2 separate regions of the Sus scrofa genome follow, and region 2 is linked to region 1. The links are chromatin contacts, called in public HiChIP or PLAC-seq maps. All regions are on one chromosome and are shown on one strand. Each heading gives the region's core, a stretch centred on a gene start, on an enhancer-like site or on the middle of the called end of the contact. The rest is flanking DNA. Distances are from core to core; before and after follow the strand shown. Region 1 overlaps C1H9orf135. Region 2 overlaps SMC5 (structural maintenance of chromosomes protein 5).

Evidence for each region. HiChIP or PLAC-seq counts read pairs in DNA pulled down with a chosen protein or histone mark.
Region 2: a contact with region 1 is called in an H3K27ac HiChIP or PLAC-seq map of alveolar macrophages. The contact joins two enhancer-like sites. A contact is called at or near these places in 1 of 47 Hi-C or Micro-C datasets (embryonic fibroblasts) and 1 of 2 datasets of contacts at active chromatin or transcription factors (alveolar macrophages).

What each region holds. Positions count from the first base shown.
Region 1 is chr1:223,306,889-223,310,485 of Sscrofa11.1, reverse strand. All of the region lies in intron 5 of C1H9orf135, which reads right to left. Among named protein-coding and RNA genes, the nearest start is that of C1H9orf135, 160 kb to the right of the region's middle. Within about 2 kb of position 2,010, at least 9 of the 83 cell types and tissues checked have an H3K27ac peak or open chromatin away from gene starts, as enhancers often do. A contact at or near this core is called in alveolar macrophages, where this site is marked.
Region 2 is chr1:223,603,527-223,607,123 of Sscrofa11.1, reverse strand. The region is part of intron 8 of SMC5 (structural maintenance of chromosomes protein 5); the gene reads right to left. Among named protein-coding and RNA genes, the nearest start is that of SMC5, 45 kb to the right of the region's middle. Within about 2 kb of position 1,608, at least 2 of the 83 cell types and tissues checked have an H3K27ac peak or open chromatin away from gene starts, as enhancers often do. A contact at or near this core is called in alveolar macrophages, where this site is marked.

The DNA.
Region 1 (3,597 bases), core at 761-3,260:
TAAAACCTCAGTCACCTTATTTGGAGATAATTGAGTCTTAGTTTATTTACACTTATTCCTGATGATTTTTCTACCTTTCCAAGTACTTGCAAACTACTTATTTTAGTAACATAATTCAAAATTTCACCAAAATTAATATCAAGTTCGTACATTCTCCTTATAAAATTGGAACATGCCCACTGCCATCCTTTTGTACCTGTTCTTTTTGCAATGGTTTTCCAAGTCTGAAGTAATGATCCTGGATTAGTTTTCCATTGCTGCTATAACAAATTACCATACGTTTATTGGCTTAAAAGAGTACAGATTTGTTGTGTTACAGTTCTGGAGTTCAGAAGTCTGAACTCAATATCACTGGGCTAAAACTGAGGTATCAGGGCTGAATTCCTTCTGCAGGCTTGGAAGGCTGAACCCAACCAGCTTCTAAAGACCACCGGCATTCCCTGGCTCAGGGCAAGGAGTCAGCAATCACATCACTCTTATCTTTGTTTCTATAATCACATCATCTGTTCCCTCTGGTTTTCCTGCCACCTTCTGATAAGGATCCTTGTGATTATATTTTGCCCACCCAGATAACCAGGTAATCTTTCCGTCTCAAGATCTTTAATTTTCTCACAGCAGCAAAGTCCCTTTTGCCATGTCAGGTAGTGAAGTCACAGGTTTCAGGGGTTAGGATGAGGACATCTTTGGGGGAGACTACCATTCTGCCTATCACAGAGCCCAAGATCAGCACATAAGCAAGTTGCTTCAATATCTAGATATAATTCACTTGGCTTAAGTACTGAAATGCATTTTAATGGGCCAATACTCTTACTATCATCTTTATGCTCTTGGAGCACAGTTCTCTTAGAAGTACTAGCCTTTCTATGTTAAAGAAAGAAAAGAAAACCTTTTCCTTAAGAGGGGGACAGGCAGGCAAAAAAAAGGCAGCTGAGGGGTTCTGCTTTTTCTGTCATCTAATTTGATACCATCTTGCCCAAACAATGATCTCTTCCTCTTTTTTTTTTTTTTGCTTAAAAAAAAAGTTAAAACTTTTTGAAAAGAGTTTTATTTTTATGATGTCATATTGGATTGTTTAAGTTTCATGTGTACAACGTTGTATTTCTACTTCTATATACCCTACAGTATTTGGTTTTAACATTTTCTCAGGTCTCAACTTACAGTTAGCCTTCAGGATGTTTCACCTGTACAGGTTTGTGCCATGTCCATGGTCTTATATGCATCCTTGACTATGGGCCTTGCCCCTGAGATTCTGTTTTTGTTCTTTCTAAATCTAAACATGGGTTGTTTCTCAAACATTTTCTATTTCTTTAATGTCTTTTCAGTGTCCTTCTCATTAGGATAACCCAAGATTACAGAGTAAGCATTCCTTTTTTTAAAGCTACTTATTCTTCTTAAGTGATAGCCACTTTTAGAAACTGACCATGGACTCATTTTACTTTTCTCCGATTAAAAAGAAAAATCCAGTGGATGTGTCTGAACATGCCCATTTGTTCCCTTTCTCTACCATTATGAATTCCAAGGTGACTCAGTCACTTCCTCCCCTGTTTCCTATACCTTCTGCTTCACCAACTGGCTTTTCCTTTCTGGTCAGAATTCATTTTTGTCCTCTAATCAGCTGTTCCACTTTTAGCAATAGGAGCCTCCCAGCAGATGTCTGGGGAGTTAAAGTCATGACATCACCACATGACTATTATGGGCCCAGCGGTCCTTACCCCACCCCTCACCACTTCTCTGTGTCCTTTCATCTCTGCCCACAGGCTTCCACACACAGTCCGGGTGTTTTCCACACAGTACTTGGTTAACGTCTAGTCCTCTGACTTGAGCGGGATGGCTGGAGCTGAGAAAAGTTAGAGCACCAACCAGACATAAGTTCAGGGAGGAGTAGTGAGTGGTCCAAACCCATTCGCATGTCCTAAAGGTAAATGAGCAAAGGGCAAGCACTCTGATTCAGTTTAAGGGAGTCATGGTTTCAGGAAAGAAAACTCCATGCCAGCTATCAGAGTAGAGCATGTGACTGAGGCTATGACAGTCACTACATTTCCCTCTGTGACCACAGCAATTAGAGTTGAGCACACAGCTCAACATCAGTAAACATCAGGACTTTGACTGGGGAGGTAGACTCAACTTTCCCTTCCTTGCCGGTATAGAAAGCCCATGGTTCAGGGAGTGCTTACAGGCATCTGAGGACCACGAGAAGAGCTCTTTTTTTTTTTTTTTTTGCTTTTTAGGTTCACACTCACGGCCCATGGAAGTTCTCAGGCTAGGAGTCAAATCAGAGCTAGAGCTGCTGGCCTGTGCCACAACCACAGCAAAGAAGAAGAAGAGCTCTTTTTAAATGAAGTTGACACCATAGAAGGGGAAACAGACAAAAATGGAAAGAAATTAGGCTTTTGACGGTGACATCACTGAGTCACAAAACCAAACCTTCCCTGTAGCCAGCCCCTCCTTAGGATTTTTAGTTCACTTTAATGTTGCTGCCCTGATGAGTTGGAGTTTCTATTCGAAATGTGTCCTTCTAGGAGTTCCCGTCATGGCTCAGTGGTTAACGAATCCGACTAGGAACCATGAGGTTGCGGGTTCGATCCCTGGCCTTGCTCAGTGGGTTGAGGATCTGGCGTTGCCGTGAGCTGTGGTGTAGGTCGCAGATGCGGCTCGGATCCTGCGTTGCTGTGGCTCTGGCGTAGGCTGGTGCTACAGATCTGACTCAACCCCTAGCCTGGGAACCTCCATATGCCGTGGGAGCAACCCAAGAAATGGCAAAAAAAAAAAAAAGACGAAATGTGTCCTTCTAGCTCCTAACCTTATCTGAAGTTCTATTCCACCAAATTTCAACAAAAGCTAGGAGACTGGGTTAAAATATTAAGTTTATTTTGTTTATTTTTGCTTGTTATTAATATTTCTTAGTATTAAACCTGGGCAAAAAGAAGTGGTTTGTTTTTGTGAGTTGGAAAATGCCAGTGAAAGAGACCAAATGTATAGATAGACAGGATTATTAAAGAGACAGGTGTCAGAAACTAGTCTTGATAGGAGCATGGTAGACTTTGAGTTGAGAAGATAAAGAGAAATTCCCAGGGCACAAGTCCCAAGATAAAGCATGGGTGAAACTTGTCAGGGATGAGAGGCATTGAGGGAGCTCTCACTGATGTGGAAGACAGAGCGGAAGGTGTCTGAGAGGCCACTGATCTGTGGATTGTTAAGGGTGAGGCAACAACTGATTTGGAGTTCAGAGTTTATACAGTCAAGCAGAGTCAAAAGAGGAAGGCAGACTTAAAAGAATCCAGAATGACAGAAGGATGAGAGGTGATTAGAGAAGGTGAGTCTGGCAGGAAGGAAGGAGCAGAGGGTTGGAAAGGAGAGTGTGGGCAATGAGTCAGTCCTGAGTTCTGCCACAGAAAGGCATCTTAATCAACTCTCTGTCATGCCTCTATGCACGCTACAGGAAGGATGAGGAGTTACTCTTTCAAAATGCTGTATTTCCCCTGGATCTTTGCTTCAGTTTCAATCTCAGGCAAAAATATGTCATATCTGGGCAGTAAGAAGCAACTAAACCACTTAAGTCAAATATCAGTGATGTATAAGATTTCCATTCCTCCCCTC
Region 2 (3,597 bases), core at 359-2,858, 300 kb before region 1:
AACAAATATAATTTTTACATCCCAGTAAAATAGAGATCACTAAGCTACCAAAAATCACTGGACTGATGAAGAAATTTTGTACCAAGAGTAGATCTTTGTCTCACATTGATCTGAAAAACAAAAGCAGCCCAATGGTCCCTGTCCTTCCAGCTAAGTTTTCTAGGTTCCGACTTTAACTCATTTGCCACCTTCATCCAAGGAACTAACATAACTAACTCTATCACTCTCATGTTTAGCTCAGGCACAGTAAGTCCAAGCCTCCAAGATCATCCATGATCACTAGTATACCATCCCCATACTTCTCTATACCTTCAATTTCTCTGTATGTTCTCTCTTCTTGTTCTAACCATAACTTGGAATCCATAATCCTGGAAGCCACTTCTTCCTAGAGCCCTTTCAAGTGGTGACCTTTTCCTGCCATAATCATTCAGAGTACTTCAGTATTCAGAGGTGGAAAGGGTATCCTAATTAATCTCCACTGTACTACCTCCTCCATTAACTCAGCCCCACTTCAGATCCTTGAAGACCATGGTAATCAGACTACCACCCTTTATCTTTGTTCTATGTTAACTACTTGCTCAAAATCCTTCCTCAACCCCTTCATTCACTGATGACTTAAGCACTTGATTCACTGTCTTTCCATCATGCTAGCCATCATGAAACTTCAACAAACACACACACAAAAAAATCAGTCCAACTCTACGGACTCTGTGTTCCTTGACTTCAACTTCAACCATCTTTTCCTAAACGCCTCCTAGTCTATCTTCTTATGGTTATTTTATGCTATACCTATGCTTGTATCTCCTACTAGGATCATGTAAATCACCAATAATCATACCACCTCTGATAAGTGTTATTTCCACAATCCTACTCTTTGATCACTTCCTTTCCTTCCATTTTACTTATTATCACGTTCCTATTGTGACTACTCTTTGACTGCAGAGGGTCCTGCAATCCACTGACCCTACTGTCTTTTCCCAATCCACCATCCCCCTCATTTTTTTCCTCTTAATCTAGAAACACGCCCTTTCAAGGACTTCTTCGCCCTTCCCCACTCCTATGTCACACTAGCAAGGAAAGAGCTTAGTCTTTCTTAAACCTAAATATATACCTTCTATTTCTCTGTTTCTGAACAAGTGAACTAATTCGAGAAACTGTTGAAAATAGGTCTTACTTCAAATTTATGGCCACAAAACTTAAACAGGCACTCAGAACTACCACAAAAGCCTATAATACTTTTCTTTTTTCGCTACAACCATGTTTTGTGGAATTTCCTGAGCCAGGGATTGAACCCGTGCCACAGTTGCAGTCTGTGTCACAGTTGAGGCAACACTGGATCCTTAACCTGCTGCACAGTTTGTGACTTCCATAAGCTTAATTTCTTTTTTGGCCGCACCTGCAGCACGTGGAAGTTCCTGAGCCAGGGATCAAACCCATGCCACAGCAGCAATCAAAGCCATACCAAGCGAGATTCTTGACCTGCTGAGTCACAGAGGAACTCCAAGTCTACTACATTTTTTTTTATATAAATGTATGCACTCATTCTGAGATGAGTTCACATCTTTTCCTCCTTCCTCAATTCTTTATTGCAAAAGGCTATCTACTCATTCAGCTAATGACTCTGTCACATATTTCATTAATGCCAGAGTTAAAATCAGAGTACTATGGTCAGAGTACTCTTCCTCCCTTCAAAACCATCACCCTACCTCCATCTATACTCACTCTGCTTTATATTATACAATGTAAGGAGAATTCTTGTAGCTACCTAAACCTATCCCTCCAAGGCTACTCTAAGCAGTGTTTCTCAAATTATTTGTGATGAAAGAACATTAAAAAAAATTCTAAGCAATTATAAGTCAACTTTTATCAACTATAACTACAAAAAATAGTTAATAATCATTTTGAAAAGTTTGGCAATTCCTTCAAAAGTTATATATACATCTATGACAGTCTACTCCCAGTAAATTATACAAAATAAATGAAAGTATATGTTATATAAGAACTTGTAAAAGAATACTAATGGCAGCTTTTTTGGTAATAGCCCCAAACCAGAAACAACTTAAACGTCCATCAGCAGATGAATAAACAAATTGTGATCTTAAGTGAACAAATAACCAAACTGAGTAAAAATAAAATTACAACATACTAAAATTTGTGGGGCATAGCTAAAGCAGTGATGAGAGGAAAACATATAGCATTAACTGCATACATAAGAAAAGAGGAAAAGTCTCAAATCAATAATCTGAGCTTCCACTTCCACTTCAAGAACCCAGAAAAAGAGCACTACAAAACCAAGCAAAAGAAAGGAAGTAATAAAAATATGAACAGACATCAATGAAATTAGAAAAATAACAGATAAAAGCCACTGAAACAGTTAGTTTTCTGTAAAAAACAAAAAAATTAACAGACCTCTAGCAAGATGGATCCCCACCCGCCACTGCCAAAAACAAAACAAGACAAACAAAAACCCCAAAACCAAGAGTATTCACAAATAACCAATATCAAGAATGAAATAGGGTAGCAGTATCACTACAGAAGCTACAGATATCCGAATGATAATAAGAGAATTTATGCATAAATTTAAGAACTTAGACAAAATGAACCTATTCCTCAAAGAACCACTACGACCTAACTACCACAATTTATCCAAAATAAAACTGATTATTTGAATAGCCCTGTAACTATTAGTAATTTGAATTCATAATTTTAAAACTCCCAAAACAGAAGTGTTAACTGAGAATTATTAAGAATATTTATTCTACACAATCTCATAAAAAAATGGTGAAACACTTCCAATTTTAAAAAGTTACTATTCTATCCTGATACCAAAAGCAGACAAATATAAAAAGAAAACTAGAGAACAAGATTCCTCATGAATATGGACACAAAAATCCTTTAAATATTGTTAGTAAAATTCATCAATATGTAAAGGGAACTATAAGTTTATATACCATAAGTAAGAAGGCTTTACTTCAGAAATACAAGGTTGATGTGATATTAAAAAATTGATATAATCCATCATTTTAACAAGCTAACAATAAATATGTGCATGGCCATATCAACATAGAGAAAAAACACTTGACAAAATCCAACACTTACTCATGATATTCTCAGAAGCACAGGAATAAAGCAGAACTTCCTGATCTATAACAAAAAAAACTTAACGGCTAACAATATACTTCATAGTGAAAAACTGAATGCTTTCCTCCTAAGATCAATGATGCAAGAGTGTCCACTCTTACCATTCTTATTTAACACAGTACTGGAACTTCCAGCCAGTGCAATAAGGCAAGAAAGGAAATAAAAGAGATAAAATCAGAAAATAAGAAATAAAGTTGTCTCCATTTGTAGATGACAAGACTGCCCATGTAGAAAATCCTAAGGAAATGATTTTTTTTAAAAAAAAGGGGGACAGAGGGGAGAGAAAGAGAAGAAACACATAGGCATCATCTAACAAAAATACATAGAGAACTTGTATCCTGAAAACTATGCAACGCTAATGAAAAAAAATCAAAGATCTGGAGTTCCCAGTGTGGCACAGAGGGTCAATGATCCTCCGGCATGTCACTGTGAAGGCGTAGGTTTGATCCCCAGCCT